4 separate regions of the Mus musculus genome follow, and all the other regions are linked to region 4. The links are chromatin contacts, called in public promoter capture Hi-C maps. All regions are on one chromosome and are shown on one strand. The core of a region is the stretch at or near the end of the contact, and the rest is flanking DNA. Distances in the headings are between cores, read along the strand shown. Region 1 holds the start of Itch (itchy, E3 ubiquitin protein ligase). Region 2 holds the start of Raly (hnRNP-associated with lethal yellow). Region 3 overlaps a (nonagouti). Region 4 holds the start of Trpc4ap (transient receptor potential cation channel, subfamily C, member 4 associated protein).

Region 1 (3,088 bases), core at 423-2,922, 560 kb after region 4:
GGAGAGGCAGGAAGACAGAATGACGTTTGATGCCAGCCTAGGTTTACACACAGTGTGTTCTAGTCCAGTCAGCGATACAGAGCAAATCATGTCTCAAAACAAAAACAAAAAAATTAAAAGCTCTTGTAATTACACTAATGGCCAAACCTTGGGACCATGGATCAGTCTGTCTCTTAAGTAAATCTTTGTTGTTGTTTTGTTTGTTTGTTTGTTTGTTTTAAAGAATGTAGAATTTACTCTAGAATACAGTAAAAAGTATTAGGCACTTGCTTTTGGATTCATAGTATATATATCCTTGTTGACATCTGAAGTTTGAATTCCTGAACTCACACATACAAAGTATATTCACTGTTCAAAAGAAAATTTCAATCTTTTTTAAACCTGCAAAATTAAGCCTTAGGTAACCCTGTGATACACAAGGCTGAATCTCAAACTTGCCCCCAAAAGACTTTATTTCAGATGAGAACCAAGCCCTCTGCCAATCCTGGGAGTGAACATACACAGCCTTTACCTACTTTCTTAAGATAAGGATACAGGAGAACCACCCACTTAAGAGAATGATGATGGGTGGCTAGATGGTGTTCTGTCAACTGTGAAGAAGAAAACCTCCCTCTTCTCCCCACTGCCCCCTTTAGAACAAGTTCACTGCAGCTTAAAGAGGAACAGAAGTCTCAACAGGATTAGGATTCTAACACAGCCAAGAAAACAAGCGAGTGGGGAACTGTGAATTTGGGGTACTTTGCAAGTCACCTGGTCACATCTCTAACTTTAGGCCCAATGCCTACTTCGGGTGCACTGACCCTTATATATTTTTTTTCTCTCTTGAAGTTGCAGCCGGGAACTATGTCTCAAAACTCAAGTCTTCTATTTAAAAGTCCTGCCCTCATTGGGCTTCCACCTTTCAAATGCGCTCACCTCTACTTTTTTCTTTGCTCAAGAAAAGTACGCTCTCGGTAGAAAGGGCTGTGACAGCTCCACGTCTGCAAAAGTCGGTGGCGCCGGCCTGGGCCGGGACCACCATGAGTGGGGACAATGGAGGGAGGAGGGAAGTACAAGACAGAAGGGGAAGCAGTCACTGGGGAAGGTCCTCTGCGAGTGGGAGCTTGGAAAAGTCTCGGGGGGAGCCTGCCAGGTGGCAGGTGGGCCCGGCCGCCGCCCCTCAAAGGGCCACGTCGCGCGGGCGGGCCGCTGCCACCGGGCCCCGCGCGTAGGCCGGGCCGCGGGAGAGGAACCCCCGGGCGCGGCAGCGGGGCGCGGGGCTGGACCCTGCCCACGTCCGCCGCGGCTCGGCTCTCTCCCAACTTGGGGCTCGCGGGCCTACAGGCTCCGGACGCCTAGGCCAAGCACTAGCAGTTCGGCTCGACCTGCTGACCCACCCGCCACTCGGCTCGGGCCACCAGCCGGCTCTCCGGGCGCCCCCCACGGACACCGGCTGCGGGAAGAGCAGCCCCGGCTCTAGGTCCAGACTCGAGCGCCACACTCCTCTACCCTTCGCATTCCCCATGCCTTTTCATCCAAACTCCCTCCAAGCCACAGAAATGACCCCAGTCTGCCTGCGCGTGTTTACCGGGACTCGGGGCGGCGACGACTCCTCAGTCCCTCCGCTAAGATGGCAGCCGGTCCCGAGCCCCGACTACAGCGACTAGAGCTACTTCACACCTAGTGCGCAGGCGCGGCCTCCTCGGCGCAGTCCGGACTACAGGCCCCAGCAGGCCTTGCGCGCCAGCCTCCTAAATCATTTTTCCTCACCTCCAGGTGAAGTGGACACTAAGCCTTGCTCTCTACATCTCCAAGGCTTTTTTCTTTTCTTCCTTCCTTTCTCCTTTCCTTTCTCCCTTCTTTCCTTTCTTCTTTCGTTCCTTCCTTTTGACCCCTTCTTCCCCGCCAGGACCTCTAAAGACTGTTACCAAATGCTAGCGTGTCTCAGAATCACTTGAACAGCTTTTAAAAACAGACTGCTGAGCTCCACCGCCAGTTTCTGACTCAGTAGATCTGGGATGGAATAGGGGTTGCTTTATAATCTGCATTTTTATCAAGTTCTCTCCTGATACTCCTAACAGCAGGAATCACAATTTATGAAGCACTGTGCCGGTTCTATCCTTCTGGAGTTACACTGTTTGGGTTCAAATTCTCCTTTCTCCACCTTTTGACAGGAAGTTCTTAGGAGGGTGACAGCTTGACAGCGCCAAGGCGGCATGAGTTATAAAAACTGAAAAGCATACTTCTAAACGTTTACAACAAAACTATGTGAAAGATGCCATTGGTTACCTTTTCAGATGCTTAAATTAAACTTCTTAACCCAGGCAAAACACATCTAATCCTACCGAATTAATAGGCTGTGCAGTGGTAATAATAGAGGCACGTGATAATTAGCAAACTTTGCTATTATTGTTTATCCTGTTTCCTCGTAAGGAAACTATCTAGAAAGTCACTTAAACTTTTCGAAATACCTTTGAAACTACCATATTATGAATTATGTGCTGAGTTTATTAAACAAAAAAGATTCTGAGTTGGGAGGATGGTTCAGTGGGTAAAGGCTCTTGCCATGCAAGCACAAGGATGTTTGAAACCCCAGCATTCATATAAAAGCTGGCACCAACGGACCCCTAACAGTGGTGGGCAGACATAGGAGCTCCCTAGTCAACGCCCTAGACCACACAGCAAGCTTCAGGTTCCATTAGAAGACAGAGACAAATGGATCTCTGTGGGTTCAAGGCTAGCCATGTCCAAATATCTTGAGAGTTCTAGACCAACCGAGGTTACGTGGTGAAACCCTGGGTTTGGGTTTTTGGGATTTTGTTTTTGTTTTTTAGTTTTGGTTTGGTGTGTTTAAGTATTTAAAAGTTCTTCTGCACTTCCAGCCAATGTTTGCCACATTAGGGATTAAGCTGTAAGAGTTGGCTCAAGATGTAACTCACTAGTAGATACTTACATAGCATTGATGAGGCCCAAGATTTTATCCCCAATATTGAGAGAGTGGTGTGCTCTAGGAGAATCTGGGTTGGTTTCTTGTTTCGTTTTGTTTTGTTTTTTAAACTAGCATCCCAGATGATTCTTGTCACTGGGCATACTATAAGATATTTTAACA
Region 2 (2,816 bases), core at 311-2,810, 900 kb after region 4:
TGGACCAGTCTAAGCACAACACCAGCAAAAACATTTCCTCCTAACCACTTTCCCTCAGAGTTCTGATAGCAACAAAAGGAGATTTTATCTATGGCAGATCAGTCCCTGTCTCTCAGTCAATGTCTCAGAGAGGAGCCTACCTTTCTTACCTATACGGTGTTAAGACTAACGGTAAATCAAAATGCCCTCTGCACAAAGAGATTTCCTATCAGGAAATAAGTAACGGTTACTAACAGCTTTGTACTTCTACGGCGGTTTCATGTCTCTGAACCTTGATTTCTGCTCCTGTGAGCAGGGACAGCTCTGGAAGACCGGTGTGGACATGAGGCGATACATTCACGAAGTTCCTGGGTCAGTCTCGTTAAACGTTACCTGTTGGCATTTAACGCTTCTGCCCTGTACTAACTCCCTCCCTGAATTCACTAACACCCGGAGAGGCTGCGTTCCTCCTTGACCCCATTTCACCCAGGTGAAAACTGAGGCTCGGGCTGGAGCAAAGTGGGGGACGCGGCCCCCCAGTTCGAGGGCTGGCCGTTCCCTTCCGCGCTCCACAAGACACCGAGCAAAGGCTAGGCAAGGGTAGCGAGAAAGGCGCTCAGACAGACCCGTGAGGGAAAAGAAAGGACCAGTTTTGCGCGCCTAAGGGAACCTCAAAGAGCTGGACCGACTGGAAAGCCGGAAGAAACCCGGGGCCCCAATCCAGGCCAGAGCCAGGCCCCAGCCCGCCCGAGGCCTCCCCGGCGCAACCTCCGCTCCCTCCCCTCCTCCCCTCGCCGGTCGGGGCGGGGCGCAGCACAAAAGACTCCAACTTCCGAGCGGGCACCGGCCCACCCCCAACTCCCGGCCCGCGCCCGGCCGACCGACCGGAGGCGAGCTGCGAATACCAGGCGTCCAGGGGCGGGCGCGCGTGGCCCCGGGGCAGGCGACCCGGGGCGGCGGGCCCGGGAGGGAGCACAGAGGGAGGGGGCCGAGAGTTACTCCGGCTCCCAGGACTCCCGGGACCGCGGAGAGAAAGAGTTTCTAAAAATAGGCACCGGCCCGCCCGAGGAGGTGAGGAACGAAAAAGGCACACGGAACAGCCCGCCCGCACTCCTCAGGAGCGGCCCGCGGCCCCCACTCACCCGCGCCGAGGTCTGGAGGAAGCCGCGCGGCACCGAAGGGCGACGGCGCGTCTGCTCTCGGAGGGCGGGAGGGAAGAGGCGGCCCTGGCCGCCGCGTGAGGAGCCCGAGCACACGCGCGAGAGTCGCGACCGCTTCCGCCCCCTCGGCTTCCCTCGGCTCCGCACCCCGCGCCGCTCGCGCGCCCCGCCGCACTGACAGAGGCGCGAGCCCCGCAGCCGCGAGTCCTTCGCTCGGCCGCCACCAATGGGGCGAGCGCGGGGAGGGGGAGTGCTGGACAGGCGTCTGCACTCGGCCTGCCCGCCGCCCCGGCTCCTACCCGGTTCTCCTCTCGGTCCTCCGAATAGGATCCTGCCACCCGAGCACTCAGTCCCCAGCGCCGCCCTGCACGGGCCGGGCTCTCCAAACGCGTGGGCTCCCTGCACACCCCTCGCGCCGGGCTTTGGAAAGGTCCAGAGCTTCGGCGCGCAGAGGAGGAGGGCGGGGCCGGGGCGGGGTCTAGCGTGGGGTGGGGGGACGGAGGAGGCAGGCGGGGCTGAGGGAAAGGAGTTTGTGGCTTCCACCAGCCGGGTGCTGAAGGCGGGGCGGAGGGGGTCCCGAGGGCTGACGGGCGGGAGGACACGAGGGAGGAGCAGCAGGCTGAGGGCGGAGCCGGGGTGGGGGGGAAGAGCGTGCCCAGGGGAGGAGTCTGAGGGGCGGAGCTTGGGCCTACGGAAGCGGAGGCGGTGCTAAGAGGTTGCCGCCGGTCTGCAGGAGGTGGGCCTTGGTAACACCGCGGGCAGGACAGTCGGAGGTAGACCCTGGGCGGGAGCCGGAAGGAGGAAGATCCTAAGGGAGGAGCGCGGCGCGGGGGTGGCGCTTGATTGGGCGAGGCCTGGAGATGGAGCCCTCTCTGTTAGCTGGAGGCGGTGCGGCAGGGGCCAGAAGCAATTGGAGCGGTTATTTCACTTTCTAGGAATTAGAATGCTACCATTCGCTGGGAAGGCTTGGGGTTGGGCGGAGACGCTTCGATGTCTGGGGTCTCTCGTCAAAGGTGGAAAAAAAAAAAGCCTGATTAAGTAGTTTTGCCCTTATGGGATGAAATGTTTTCTTACTTAATCTGGGTGTTGGTTCTTCCTCCTAAATATTTATCATGTCAGGATCTCCCATTTGAATCAGTTTTTCAGTCTCCTGTCTCTCCCACTTACATCCCCAATTTGCCTCTCCAGACCATCAGGGGGTCTTCTGAGAGCAAAGAGGACCATTGTCAGCTATAGTCACAAATCTCCCAGAAAGCTGGAGACGTACTTATTTGTATTCCCCATTCCCTTCAGACCTGTGATTTCATTACCTGTTGGGAATTAGGACAGAGTTTGAGGCAGGGTCTCTGTAGCCCGGGCCAGCTTTGTACTTGCTCTGTAGCCGAGAATAATCTTGAACTCCTAATCCTCCCTGCTTCTGCCTTCCAACTGCTGGCATCACAGCGAGGCCAGGCCTCTTGAGTTCGGGAATGGGTGATTCAAACAGGTTCTCAGCCTTGAAGAGCAATCAGTCTTACTCACTAAACCATCTCCCCAGCGCCAAGACCAGGAATTCTTTACTGGTTTTTGTACATTACTGTGTTTCCAGACCTACTATGGTGATCAATAAACACTTCCATCAATCAGTCCAGCCCCTACCAACCTCCTCTGCTTTTTCTGGTTTTATCCAGCTCCTCA
Region 3 (3,088 bases), core at 376-2,875, 640 kb after region 4:
AGAAGGGGGATCTGAAGGAGATAAATAAATTTGTATTTATCATAGATATTTTTGTATGATGTGTTTGAGAGTGCATGTATATTGTAGCAGTTAGACATCTCTGGAGTCTCTTTTACATGGGGCTTGGCATGCTTGTGAGCCATCTTGTCAGCCTGTTTAAGGCATTTGAAAGAATAATGGCAAACAGACACAAAGGCCTGAAAGACTGATCCTGTATCAGACCTTATGCCTCACTGTACACACACACACACACACACACACACACACACACACACACAAACACACCCCTCTTGCTCCCTCCCCCTCTCTAGTTATCAGTGCTGAGATAAGATAACTTCTCTATGGAATCTTTTTTGGGGGTGGGGGTGGTCAGGCCTTTTTGTTTTCTTTTGGTATTGCTAGTGTAGTAATTTGCAGGGGTAGAGTAGGGGCAACTTAGACTAGGGAAGGAGCTCTGTGCTGCACACTTTCTTCTCAGCCTTTCTTCCTAGCACTATGTGCACAGCTCCATAGCCTCCTCCACAAGTAGACGACATTGTCTATAGCCCTTCCTCTAGTCTCAAAGGGCGTCCATTTGCCCCTCCCTGCTGGTCCTTCCTTACCGAGCCCTGCTTCCCAAACTCTTGACTCCTTCCTGCGAGTGTTCTACCTCGCGCAGTTCTTTCAAAATTACATCACCACACCTCAGCTTCTTACAGACTGAGACTCTGAGGGACTTCAGGAAACAGTCTGGAACATTTTTGGCAATTGGTCCTTAATAATTTCGCTCGATTGCTGCTTTTCAGCCCCATCCCCACTCCCAACCCCCACACTTTCTTACTGGTCAACGGAACTAGGGTGAAGATTGAGGAAGGCTATCTAAAATTTTGTGTCTTTGGGAGTCTAAGCTCAAGATTTTTAGAATTAAAAAAAAAAAGGCTGGGACTACTGCCTGGCGTAAGAAAAACTCTCAGGTCCAAACATCCGTGTGCCCTTGTGACTAAAAGAGGAGTGGGTTTGGGTGGTGACTTTGATTGAGAGCCTCTTAAAAGTTCTGGAATCCTCAACCCAAATCCTTTTGGATTTAGAAAGCCATTGCAAATGCACGGTCCCGCCTCCCCTCGCCCACCCGGCTGAGACTGCTAATGGAATTCTGAACATCTTAAGATTTTTGTGCTCCCGCTTAAGAGAATGGGTGAAAAGACTGGAAGGTGGTTCCCTAATGGCTTCTTTCCCTTAGTTTGGAGGCAGCCTAGACACTGGCAGACTGGAAGGAACTGCCAACATTGTGCCCATCCCTAAGATGCAGCAACAGCAACCACGCGAGCAGCTGTAGGCGCTATGTAGTTTCCCTATGGGCAAGAGTGGCTGGCGCGTGCGCAGACTGCGGGGTATCCGCAAGGACCAGACTCTATAATGGAAAGCGGCCGGAAGCTTTCGGCTTTTAAAAGAAATAGTCACACTTCCTCGGCAGCCTAAAAATATTATTGTATTCTGATTTTAGCTTCCACTAGGTTTCCTAGAAAACCGGTTTTTTGAAAGCGCCCACAAGTCACAACCACTGACCACGCCCACCCACAAGCCCCACCCACAGAGACCCGCCCCTCAGCCTAGAAGCGCGGGACCCTGAAGCCCCGCCCAATCACCCGTTCCCGAAGCTGCGCGCGCAGCGAAGAAGCTGCGTCAGCAGTTGGGGTTGAGTACTCGACAGGTGCAGGCGCTGCCGAAGAAACGGCACTGGCAGGAGGCGCACGGGTCGCAGCAGGCGGGTGCGGGTGGCTTGCAGCTGTCGCGGGTGGCCACGCAGGGCGAAGGTGGCGGGGGCCTTGCCACCTTCTTCATCGAAGCCTTTTTCTGTAGGAGAGACGTTGAGGACTACTGAACGGGCTACGCCATCCTGCGATGCTCATGTACTGTGGAGGTCCAGGACCAGAGACCTCTGCCCCCCTTTTTTTTCATGCACACAGGGCATCCCAGTGGGTCCTTGCCCTCCACCCCAACCTGCACATCGCCTTCATCTTCAAGCTTACCTAGCTCTGACCTGGCCCTTTTCTTAGGCCCCACTTAGCCCCAATTTTAAACAACCTTCCGGTTTGAAGCCTGTCACCATCCGTGTTATCCATTGCCCCTGGGTTAGGCCACTCACTGTCTTCTTTCCCTTAGCCACCCTGTCCTCTAGAGTTAACATCCTCCAGTGGCCAAAGAAGGCCCTTCCTATGACCTCATCGTCCGCTTAAGGGCTCCCAGTGATTTCTCTAGGGAGAAACAAACTTCCTTTTGGCCCTGGAGGACTCCTGTGTTTGGCATCTGTCCTTTGGGCTAGCTACCCCATAGCCTAGAGACATTCTAGCACTGGTAGTCAGGTCCTGTGTGCTGAGGAACCGAGTTTTCTATTTAAGTGTAACGTAAACATATATTTTCCTGTTAAACATAAATACTAGGTCCACATTTAGCGTTGGAATTGATGTGTGCAGTGACAGCTATTTACCAGATTTTAAAGACTGCACAAAAGTAACTTTAAAAAAATTTTTAGATGTTGAAATAGTAATACTTTATACCGAGTTTTAAATATTGTTAGTCTTTTAAGGCAGCTATTAGAAAATACAAAATTATACATTTATGGCTTATACTGTGTTTCTACTGGACATTGCTCTAGATTACTAATTTTTTTTGTTTAATGCTACTTCTCTAGGCTTTCCCCATGCTTTAATTCCTTTACAGTATGTATCATATAAGACTTTAGATTTCTTTATTGATTTACTTGAAGGCTGGTTTCCCCACTCAGACGTAAGCTCCACACAGCTATAATCTCTTGTTTACTGCTGTATTGCCAGCACCTAGCATGTATATGTATTTTGTTCAGTGCTCCCTGCTTTGGTTATAGTTGATCCAATTAATTGAGCCACACTACACAGGAATAGTATGTGCATTTCAACAATGCCTCAATCTGCTATTTATCAGAGTGTAGGAACCTGTATTATCGTAGTATGATTTTAGGTATAGGTACAAAAACATGAAATGGTCCTCAGTCAGCGAGAAAGCATTCTTTTTTCTGTCTGTTTCGGTTTGGAAGGCTCTGTTTGGTCCTAGCATGTCCTTAATTGCTTTT
Region 4 (2,940 bases), core at 318-2,817:
CTACAGTGTACTTATGTATAATAATAAATAAATCTTTTTTAAAAAATTACATTTAAGCCGAATAGTGGTAGCACGTTCCTTTAATCCCAGAACTTGGGAGGCAGAGGCAGGCAGATTTCTGAGTTCGAGGCCAGCCTGGTCTACAGAGTGAGTTCTAGGACAGCCAGGGCTACACAGAGAAACCCTGTCTTGAAAAACAAAAACAAAAAAACCCCAAAACAACAAAAAAAATTACATTTAAAGTGTGTGTGTGTGAGAGAGAGAGAGAGGGAGAGGGAGAGGGAGAGGGAGAGGGAGAGGGAGAGGGAGAGGGAGAGGGAGAGGGAGAGGGAGAGGGAGAGGGAGAGGGAGAGAGAGATTGATTAGAGGGCAGTTTGGAGGAATTATTTTCTCCTTTCACCAACATGGGTTCATTGGACCCAACAACTTAGGTCGTCAGTTTTGGCAGCCAGTGCTTCTACCCACTGACTCATCTCTCCTTATCCTATTTTCTTTGTCTTAAACCAGGTCACCAGGCAGTGATCTGCTGGAGCGAGTGGGAGCCACACCTTGCAAGTAGCATGCAGATGTCAGTCACAGTCTAGTTTGCCTTGGCAGCGATCTCAAATGCCTGCTGTTGTTCCACTGCAAGTTACTTATTACATCATTTCACTTTTTAAGGACTTTTGGTTTGGGCAACAAATTATAGCCACCTTAGTTACAAGTAGCAAACTTCATGGCATCCTAATTTGGCACACTCAACTTATTTTTGTTACAAGATAGCCTCCTAGAAGAGAAAGTGGGGAGAGTCAGCACCACCCTGCTTCCGAGGTTTGTCGGAGCCAGTGAATTCAGTTCTACTTGCGGGGAAAATGAGGGCAATATTCTATTTGATAGGGGATACAGTTTGCCAAATAAATAACTACATTTGTTTGTGTGGATTAGCTGTGGTCCCCTGAAACCCTCGTCCCCTAACAGGGCCCTCTGCTGTTCTGCTTATCACCTCGCCCTCCACCTCACCTATATATTCAGTATGAGGAGTACAGCTGGTGCCTTTAGGAACTATTTTTTGACATCTATCTGTAAATGAAATATTTTTCGCCATTTTCTTCGAATAAGCAATAGCATTGATGGTCCTTTACGTCTCATTTACATAAAGCACATATTTGTTAATTGTAATAAAAATATTAGTTGACTAGTCTGGCTCCCAGGACCTAAATATTGAATGGACTGAGGGCTAGGGGTAATGTGTAGTGACTTGGCTAAAGTCAATTGTAAAAGGAAGGGGACACGTGTCAAGTGTCAACTCTGGCCTAGGGCCTAGAATTTTTCCCTGGACACTGGGCTTGCATCATTTCCAGCTAGCGAAAATTTTGAGAGCTTGTGCACATAGTGACTGGTTTTCCACTTGGAGCAACCTCGAAGAAATGCTGGAGGTATCCCACTCAGCAAACTGGAGGGCCAGGAAGAGCCACATCTCAGCTACCTGCTCCCCCTCGGTAAAGACTACAGTTCCCATAAGGCGTCGGGGCACGCACAGTCCCTGCCACGCGGCTTGCACCTCCGCGTCAGTCCACTAGGGGCGATGTAGAGAGTCCTCCGCCGCCCCGTAGAAATCGACACGGCTCCGGGACCGCTTGCTTCCTGTTTGTCGGACGAGGAGACATGGCGGCAGCGCCCGCAGCGGCTGGAGCTGGGGCCAGCCGGGGGAGGCGGTTGGCAGCTACCGCGGCGGCGTGGGGCGGCTGGGGAGGTCGACCGCGGCCGGGTAACATCCTGCTGCAGCTGCGGCAGGGCCAGCTCACCGGCCGAGGCCTGGTCCGGGCGGTGCAGGTACGAGGCCGGCCCGGAGGGGCGGGGCGGGGCGGGCCAGGCTGGAGCTGGCCAGGGGCCGGGGAAGAGGCCTTTCCAGGCCGCTGCGGACCGTCCAGATCCCCCTTGGCTGGCCGCGGCGCTGTCCTGTGTGCGGTCCGGACGCTGTCAGCCGCGTTGGGACGGAGGGCAGTGGCCAGCTTGGAGGCCTGCGGGTCTGGGCCGAGTGGAGTCGAGCTGCCTGGGGTATTGATGGCGCGTCTAAGCCCTGGGCCGAGTTTCTAGATCCTCATTTCCCTGCGCCACGTCTGCGTGTCTGGAGGACCTTGGCGAGTTGGCTTCATCTTCTACTGGTCTCGTGTTTGCCCCTTGTGAGCAGGACGGGGTCCTCTTCACTGCAGCGCCCCCCCGCCCCCAAACGGTTCCCAAGCTTATGATAAATGTCATCTTCCCAGAGGCCTCAACGTTCCTCCTCCTTTTCTAAAGTAGGCCCCCCGGTTGTTATTCTATCAGATCACCCAATTCGTTTTCTGATGCTCTATTTTCTTTGCCTGTAATTGCATATTTCTTTGTTGTCTGCCCTTTCACGCCTGTATCTCACATTAGGCTGAGCTCCAACGGGTGCAGAAGACTCTTTTACTAGCGTAGGGATACATGCTTTGGGGGAAGAACTTTAGTTCAAAGCCCTATTCTCTTTCTCCCTCGGGCAAGTTACCTTTCAGGGCCGTTGTTTACTCATTTAATTCACCCTTTAAGGCTATTGTCAAATTCAGAGGAGATAGATGTGTCAAGTGTTAGTGTATTTCAGGTGCATATAAGGGCTGAAGGGTAATCAGTTATTGTTCTGTTTAGTGTCTAGCTTATTAAGTGTAATGATTGATGTCCTATACATGTGGTGGTGTAGGGTGTGTGTCTGTGTGTTGCGGGGGAGGGGGGTGTATAGGGCACAACCTTAGAATAAATAGATGAGGATAGGTGACTCCTCTCACTTTTTCTTCTTTCTCCCAGGTGATCCCAGAACTTACTTTGAAAACATTAGCTTAATTTCAAGATAGCTTTGTATATAGTTTTGAGGACTACATAAGGAACCAAACAGTGTTGATGGGAGAGGGACGGGCAGGAATTAGGTGAGTGGATGAGAGAATGGGT

What was found. Promoter capture Hi-C pulls out the DNA fragments that hold promoters and counts their contacts.
Region 1: a contact with region 4 is called in a promoter capture Hi-C map of neutrophils, with 2.5 times the contacts expected there. The contact joins the promoter of Itch here to the promoter of Trpc4ap in region 4. A contact is called at or near these places in 1 of 39 promoter capture datasets (neutrophils) and 1 of 115 datasets of contacts at active chromatin or transcription factors (memory CD8 T cells).
Region 2: a contact with region 4 is called in a promoter capture Hi-C map of pre-B cells, with 2.1 times the contacts expected there. The contact joins the promoter of Raly here to the promoter of Trpc4ap in region 4. A contact is called at or near these places in 1 of 39 promoter capture datasets (pre-B cells), 1 of 484 Hi-C or Micro-C datasets (embryonic stem cells) and 2 of 115 datasets of contacts at active chromatin or transcription factors (embryonic stem cells and memory CD8 T cells).
Region 3: a promoter capture Hi-C map of pre-B cells shows a contact between it and region 4, with 1.8 times the contacts expected there. The contact joins the enhancer-like site here to the promoter of Trpc4ap in region 4. A contact is called at or near these places in 4 of 39 promoter capture datasets (the C10 cell line, the HPC-7 cell line, cranial neural crest and 1 more) and 2 of 115 datasets of contacts at active chromatin or transcription factors (memory CD8 T cells and stem cell-derived neural progenitor cells).

Annotation. Positions count from the first base shown.
Region 1 is chr2:155,132,065-155,135,152 of GRCm38.p6, reverse strand. It overlaps Itch (itchy, E3 ubiquitin protein ligase), which reads right to left and starts at 1,672. Exons shown (of 25, transcript NM_008395.3): 1 at 1,568-1,672.
Region 2 is chr2:154,789,854-154,792,669 of GRCm38.p6, reverse strand. It overlaps Raly (hnRNP-associated with lethal yellow), which reads right to left and starts at 1,560. Exons shown (of 8, transcript NM_001139511.1): 1 at 1,122-1,560.
Region 3 is chr2:155,049,373-155,052,460 of GRCm38.p6, reverse strand. It overlaps a (nonagouti), which reads right to left. Exons shown (of 4, transcript NM_015770.3): 4 at 1,449-1,833. The coding sequence ends at 1,663. Among named protein-coding and RNA genes, the nearest start is that of Gm39965, 5.3 kb to the right of the region's middle. Within about 2 kb of position 1,625, at least 406 of the 459 cell types and tissues checked have an H3K27ac peak or open chromatin away from gene starts, as enhancers often do. A contact at or near this core is called in the HPC-7 cell line, memory CD8 T cells, pre-B cells and 1 more, where this site is marked.
Region 4 is chr2:155,691,011-155,693,950 of GRCm38.p6, reverse strand. It overlaps Trpc4ap (transient receptor potential cation channel, subfamily C, member 4 associated protein), which reads left to right and starts at 1,567. Exons shown (of 19, transcript NM_001163452.1): 1 at 1,567-1,812. The coding sequence starts at 1,645.